Regions from separate parts of the Sus scrofa genome. Here region 2 is linked to region 1. The links are chromatin contacts, called in public Hi-C maps. All regions are on one chromosome and are shown on one strand. Each heading gives the region's core, a stretch centred on a gene start, on an enhancer-like site or on the middle of the called end of the contact. The rest is flanking DNA. Distances are from core to core; before and after follow the strand shown. Region 1 has its middle 100 kb from the start of GATA6. Region 2 has its middle 290 kb from the start of GATA6.

Region 1 (2,801 bases), core at 209-2,708:
TGTTGGCAGAATCTACTTCCTGGCGGTTGTAAGACTGAGGTCCATTTCCTTGTCAGCCATCAACCCAGGCCTTTCTCTCCCTCTGGGGCTGCCCACCTTCCTTTGCTGGTCATCTTCTTCATCTTGGAGGCAGCAGTGGTACATTCTTCCCCATGCTTTAATCCCTCTGCCTTTTCCTATCATCATCTTTTGTCACCAGTTGGAGAAAATTCATTGCTTTCATAGGCCCATGTGACTAGGTTAGACCAGCCTGGATTATCTCCCCCTCTTGAGGTCAAGGTGCCATGTAATATAACATGATGTGATCATTCAACACATTCTCAGGTTCTGGGCATTTGGGTGTGGAATCTTGGAGGCTGTTCCTAGAAATCCTGCCACTCCCATACCCCCAACCAGCAGAGTAAAATTAGATGAAATGAACCAGCCAGAGCAGCCTGCAAAGGTGTGCCCCCTTTAGCTCCAGCCATTAGGAAGGAAGCCATGAACCATCTGTGTTCATTTGGTGACACAGTGGAGCCATGCCATTATCACAAGGCTTTTAAGTAGTAAACTTACTTGGTTTAGCAACTTCGAGAACATTTAGTAATTCTTTCAAATTAAAAAAACTAAAAGGTGACCAGCCCAGTGGTGGATTTTCCTTTTTTTTTTGGATTCTTTACATATTTGTTTGTTTTTCTGCTAAGCTCTCAGCTCTCTTTTAAAAACTTGCTCTTGCTAAACGGAAGCTCAGTATAAGTAACACTGTGAAAAGTTAATTATTTTCAGCTAAACACTATGGAACCAAGCAATAAAATTCAGGAAAGTGGCCTATTTAAAAACCCATGGCCTTGTCTAAACCTCTGAGTGTCAATAAATAGCTTCCCAAGCAGGTGGAACACTTTGCTTGGCTATGGACAGAGGCCTGGTGTCCTTCAGGGGACAGAGGCCTGGTGTCCTTCAGGGGACCTGGATACCTGGGCTCTGCAGTCACATTCTATTAATGCCTCATTAGACCAGCTATTCAAGCCCTTGTCTTTACATGTTATGTGTTTGGTGAGGGGAGAGACAGATGCCAGTTTCCCAAGACGGAAAAAAAAAAAGCAACTGGAAAAAAGGAAATGGCAGATCGTCAATGAGATAGCTTTTGTTTCAATTTTCCCTCCTTTGTTTTCTTTTTAAGCCCTCTGTGAATTACCGTACTTTCCCTTTTGGTATTTTGGGCCATAGATCTCTGCGTTAACCTGAACTCCATTTTTTTTTTTTTTCTCTTTTCCCTAATTGTCATCTGGAAAATACCCTCACACCTGACTGCCTCATTCTAATGGGACTCAGCGTCCAATTCCAGATTGATTTACCGAGGGACAGTGGCGTGGTCCCATGGCTCGAGTCCCAGACTGGAAGCCAGGAAAGCTGGGCCCCTTTCCCAGGCCGGTTCCCCACGCCTGGGCAGTGCCTCGGGGTCCCTGCTAAGCTGCACTGGGCCTGCGCGAGCGCGGGTGCTCACAGGAGATAAGCAAAGGGCGGCCATTGTGGGCGTGCGGTTCCCGGCTCTGCTGCGAACTGGCCACGTGACCTTGGGCTCAATCAGGATTCCTATCTCTCAGCCTCAGTTTGCTCTTTCGTAAACTGGGGAAGAGGATATTTACCTTCTCGTGTGAGGAGCCCGAAGATGACGAATATCATCTGGACTGTGCCTTTCGGTCTTGGCGGGGCTCAGGGCAGGCAGGATGTGGCCAGTGGCCCTCTAGGACAAGGCGGGGACCCCAGCTGCAGCTCCGGGGAGGGGGGCGGGGGGTGCTCCTGACACCGGCGGGCCTGTGGAGCAGAGTGGCCGCCAGAGCAGAGGGCAGGGGAACCACAGGCGGGGGCAGGTGGGCAGGCCCGGCGACTCAGGTGAAGACACCCATGTATAGGGCTGCCACCTGGGGGGTCTCCAGGGGGAATGCGCGTCCTCACTTTAGCGCCCTGTCCTGGTACTTTCCCAGATGTTTTCTATGTATTTTTTTTTCTAGCACGGATGGCTGTGATTTAAAAAAAAATACATGGTGAGATAAAAGAGCTGTGGACTTGGATTCAGATGAATGGGATCCTAGATTTGAGTTTTGCTTTTTCCGATTCCGTGACCTTGGCTAATTGCCTGAGCTCCTGCTGCCTCAGTTTCCTCATCTGTAAGATGCGCACAGTGATATCGGCCCTGCTGACGTCCCTGGTTTTGCTGTGAGAAGCATGTACATAAACCACAGTACACGGGTGTATTTTGTAGGCTTTAGCGGGTGTGCTCTCATGATATGGCTTCTGTTTTCTCATAGGACGTTTTAAGGACAGCTAAACGAAAGTGGCAGTTGGGTGTAGACATTGGAAGAAGACCTTGGCGTGTTCCCTGTCCTCTGAGGGAACAAGGTCAGATGAAAGAGCAGCTGAGAATGAAGAGGGTGTTACGAGGGGCCCGCCCCTTCCTTGATTTCTCCTACTAATGGACATCTATGTTTCCACTCAGAATTCCCATTCATTTGTCAGGTACAAGGCCAGATACCAAAATAGCACTTGTGTAGAGCTGGAACTATTAGGGCTCAATTGTTTCTGGGCTTTACTTCTTTCTCTCAACCCCACCTCCCTCAGAGTGTCTGCAGACGTGTCAAGGATGTAGTACAGGCCGGCTGATGGTGCTCAGAGACGGTCCAAACATTACACACGGAGACAGGAATTTCAGAGATGTTCCAGGGCACGGGTGCAAGCCTCACTCTCCTGGCAAGCTGATCGCCCTGTGCCAACATCCATGGGGGCTAAAGCCCTACGTGCTGCAGAAAAAGGAGGCCAGTTCG
Region 2 (2,801 bases), core at 148-2,647, 190 kb after region 1:
GCCTGCTCCCCCCAGGCCCCCGCTTCTATTTCCCTCACCAACCCCCTAAAGAACCTAACAAATTAGTCCAGACTCCATTTGGATGGAATTAAGGGCCTGTCTGCAAAAGGGTGAGGGGTATTAATGGACAGGGGTTGGGGGGGGGATGGGAAGAGTAGTGGGAATGCGGACCGTGAGTCTGGGTGACCGGCTCCAGCGTTTTATGAAGACAGAGAGAAGGGCTGGCTGACACTTTACAGATTGGGTGTAACGTTCAGGGAATTTGGCATTTCTGCCACAGGGCTCCGGCCGCCCTGCTAACCGCTTTCCTTCTCCCTGCTGGTAAAAGTGCAGGAGAAAAGGGTTAAATAAATGTTTGTGATATGATAAGGTGCTTGTTTATTCAAGGAATGACAGATTATTGGCTCCAAAGGCAGCCCTGAAAAATAGTACAAAGGAACTGGCTCTCCCCTCGCGATGATGTGATTTCCTTCTAAGATTCTGCTCTTTCCTAGGAACAATTTGCCCTGGGAATGAAGAACGATGCCTTTCCTGCAGTGGGAGATGGACGGTCTTGGTGCAGAGGGTTGGAGCCCCAGAAGCTGGCTGGGAACTGGGATGGCTGGTGCTGGGGAAGCTTCTCTCTGTCCTGGTGCAGGCCCAGCTTCCCCCTGAGCCCAGGAGGGAAAGGATTTACCTGCTCGGGAGGAGGACTTCTTCCTTAGGACATCCAGTGTGCAAGATCTTCCTCCAGACACAGACCGCTGTGTCCATCCCATAGCCATCCTAGCACCCTGCAAATGTGTGACTGCACACACATTCGAATATTTATAGGCAAACACACCCTCCATACGTGAGCTTTCTCCTGTGGGCTCCAGCTATTTCCTAGCTGGTCCCAGAGGAGAATTCAGATCCAGATGCCACAACAATGAGACATTCCCCTAATGTCTGCGCACTTTTCTCGGGGGAGGAAACACCAGCGCCTGCCAACCCCGAAAATCACAGGCAGGCCTGGCCTGGGGCCCTGGAGGCACAGACCCTCCATCCAGTGCTGCCTGAGCTGGGCAGGCCTCACTGTGCCCTGGGCACTGATCATTCTGCCCTGCTTCTAGATGCTGCCCAGAGCCGGTTCCTGCCCACAGAGAAAGCATTCTGCTCCTCGCAGCCTCCCACCAGAACTCCCCCTGCACACACACCCTGTGCCTGGCATGCTACAGAGAGCTTGTTCGCATACTTGCTGAGTAGAAGGGTTAGGACAAGATGTTTGGCATAGTTCTCATTTGAAAAGAACTCGGTGCCAAAGTCAAACACCAGGGGAAAAAAAGTTGTGATTGAACTGCTGTTTTTCCAGGATCCTGGGAACTACTGTGTGAGTCTTACAATAGGCCGCCGCCTTATCAGCCAAGGTGCTTGTCTGTAGGACGTAAGGCACCAGCCTGGGGAACCCACTGCCCTTCGGACACGATGACTAAGGCTGACTGTGGGGCGTTATCACATCTCCACGTTTGGGCTATTTTTATGATTGCGTTCAGTACTAATAGGGCTTGTGGAGTGTACACAGCCATGTGCTCATTCTTGAACTACACAAGATAAGATCCCTGTCCCAGGGAGCTTACTGCCTGACTTTTGCAAAAACCAGATGGCAGAAAATGGTTTCCCTCTGCCCATCAGCAATGATTGAGGGGGTGGAGATGAGAAGGGGTGCAGTCAATTCATAACTCTCCCAGGGTGGGACCTCTGCTTTGGCATTTATCCCATGTGACGTTTTAATCATGGACTGTCTTTCCCCCATCATCTGCTGCTCCATAAGCTGCATCTCCCAGGGACGCTGAGGATTTAAGCTAATTTGAATATCAGCTTAATTAAAGCATCGTTAGATACATAAAGATGCCTCTCGGGAGTTCCCTATGTGGCCCAGCGGTTAACCTGACTAGGATCCATGAGGTTATGGGTTTGATCCCTGGCCTCGCTCAGTGGGTTAGGGGTCCAGCATTGCCGTGAGCTGTAGTATAGGTCCAAGACATGGCTCAGATCCCTGTTGCTGTGGCTGTGGCATAGGCCAGCAGCCGTAGCTCCAATTCAACCCCTAGCGTGGGAACTTCCATATGTCATGGGTGCAGCCCTAAAAAGCAAACAAACAAACAAAAAAACTCAACACATATTACATGCATACACACTCACAAATATATCATGGATTCTGAAATTAGCTGAAATGGTTTTTAGTCTGCAGCAGGGCTATCAGAAAGTATAGATTTGAGCTTCATTGTTAGTCATGCTGTGCTGCTGGATCAGTAAGGACCCACCAGGACACCTTATCAGGTGATTTCTGTCTCCAGGACAACTTCTGTCTCAGTCTGCCCCCAGCTGTGAAAGGCAGCAGAGCAGGGGCAAAGGGCTACCTGGATCCACACACCAGCACCACTGTCCCCAGAAGAACTTCCTTGCCTGTGACCTTGAATTTCAGGATAGTCCCCTAACTCATCAAGGCATTTGCAACTGCTTCAGTTTTCCTGAAGAACAAAAATACATTTTATGTCCACAGGGGAATAGTCTTATGAAGGGTACATGCCCTGGGGCCTCTGCAGATCCCTGTGAGAGGCCTCTAGAATCTTTCCCATTATTGGCAAAGGAGGAAACTCACTCCTCTATGCCAGAGTTTTCAATTTATGTAGTATTGACATTTTGGACCAGAATATTCTTTATGGCAGGGGTTGTCCTATGCATTGTAAGATGTTTAGCAGCAGCCCTGGCCTCTACTCACTGGATGCAAGCTGTACCCTTCCAATCATGACAGTCAAAATTATCTTCAGACATCACCACAT

The links. Hi-C and Micro-C count contacts between places; a contact is called where the count stands out from the background.
Region 2: a Hi-C map of fetal heart ventricle shows a contact between it and region 1, with 7 times the contacts expected there. The contact joins two enhancer-like sites. A contact is called at or near these places in 2 of 47 Hi-C or Micro-C datasets (fetal heart ventricle and heart right ventricle).

Annotation. Positions count from the first base shown.
Region 1 is chr6:107,385,388-107,388,188 of Sscrofa11.1, forward strand. No RefSeq gene overlaps it. Among named protein-coding and RNA genes, the nearest start is that of GATA6, 100 kb to the left of the region's middle. Within about 2 kb of position 1,459, at least 7 of the 83 cell types and tissues checked have an H3K27ac peak or open chromatin away from gene starts, as enhancers often do.
Region 2 is chr6:107,575,649-107,578,449 of Sscrofa11.1, forward strand. No RefSeq gene overlaps it. Among named protein-coding and RNA genes, the nearest start is that of GATA6, 290 kb to the left of the region's middle. Within about 2 kb of position 1,398, at least 21 of the 83 cell types and tissues checked have an H3K27ac peak or open chromatin away from gene starts, as enhancers often do.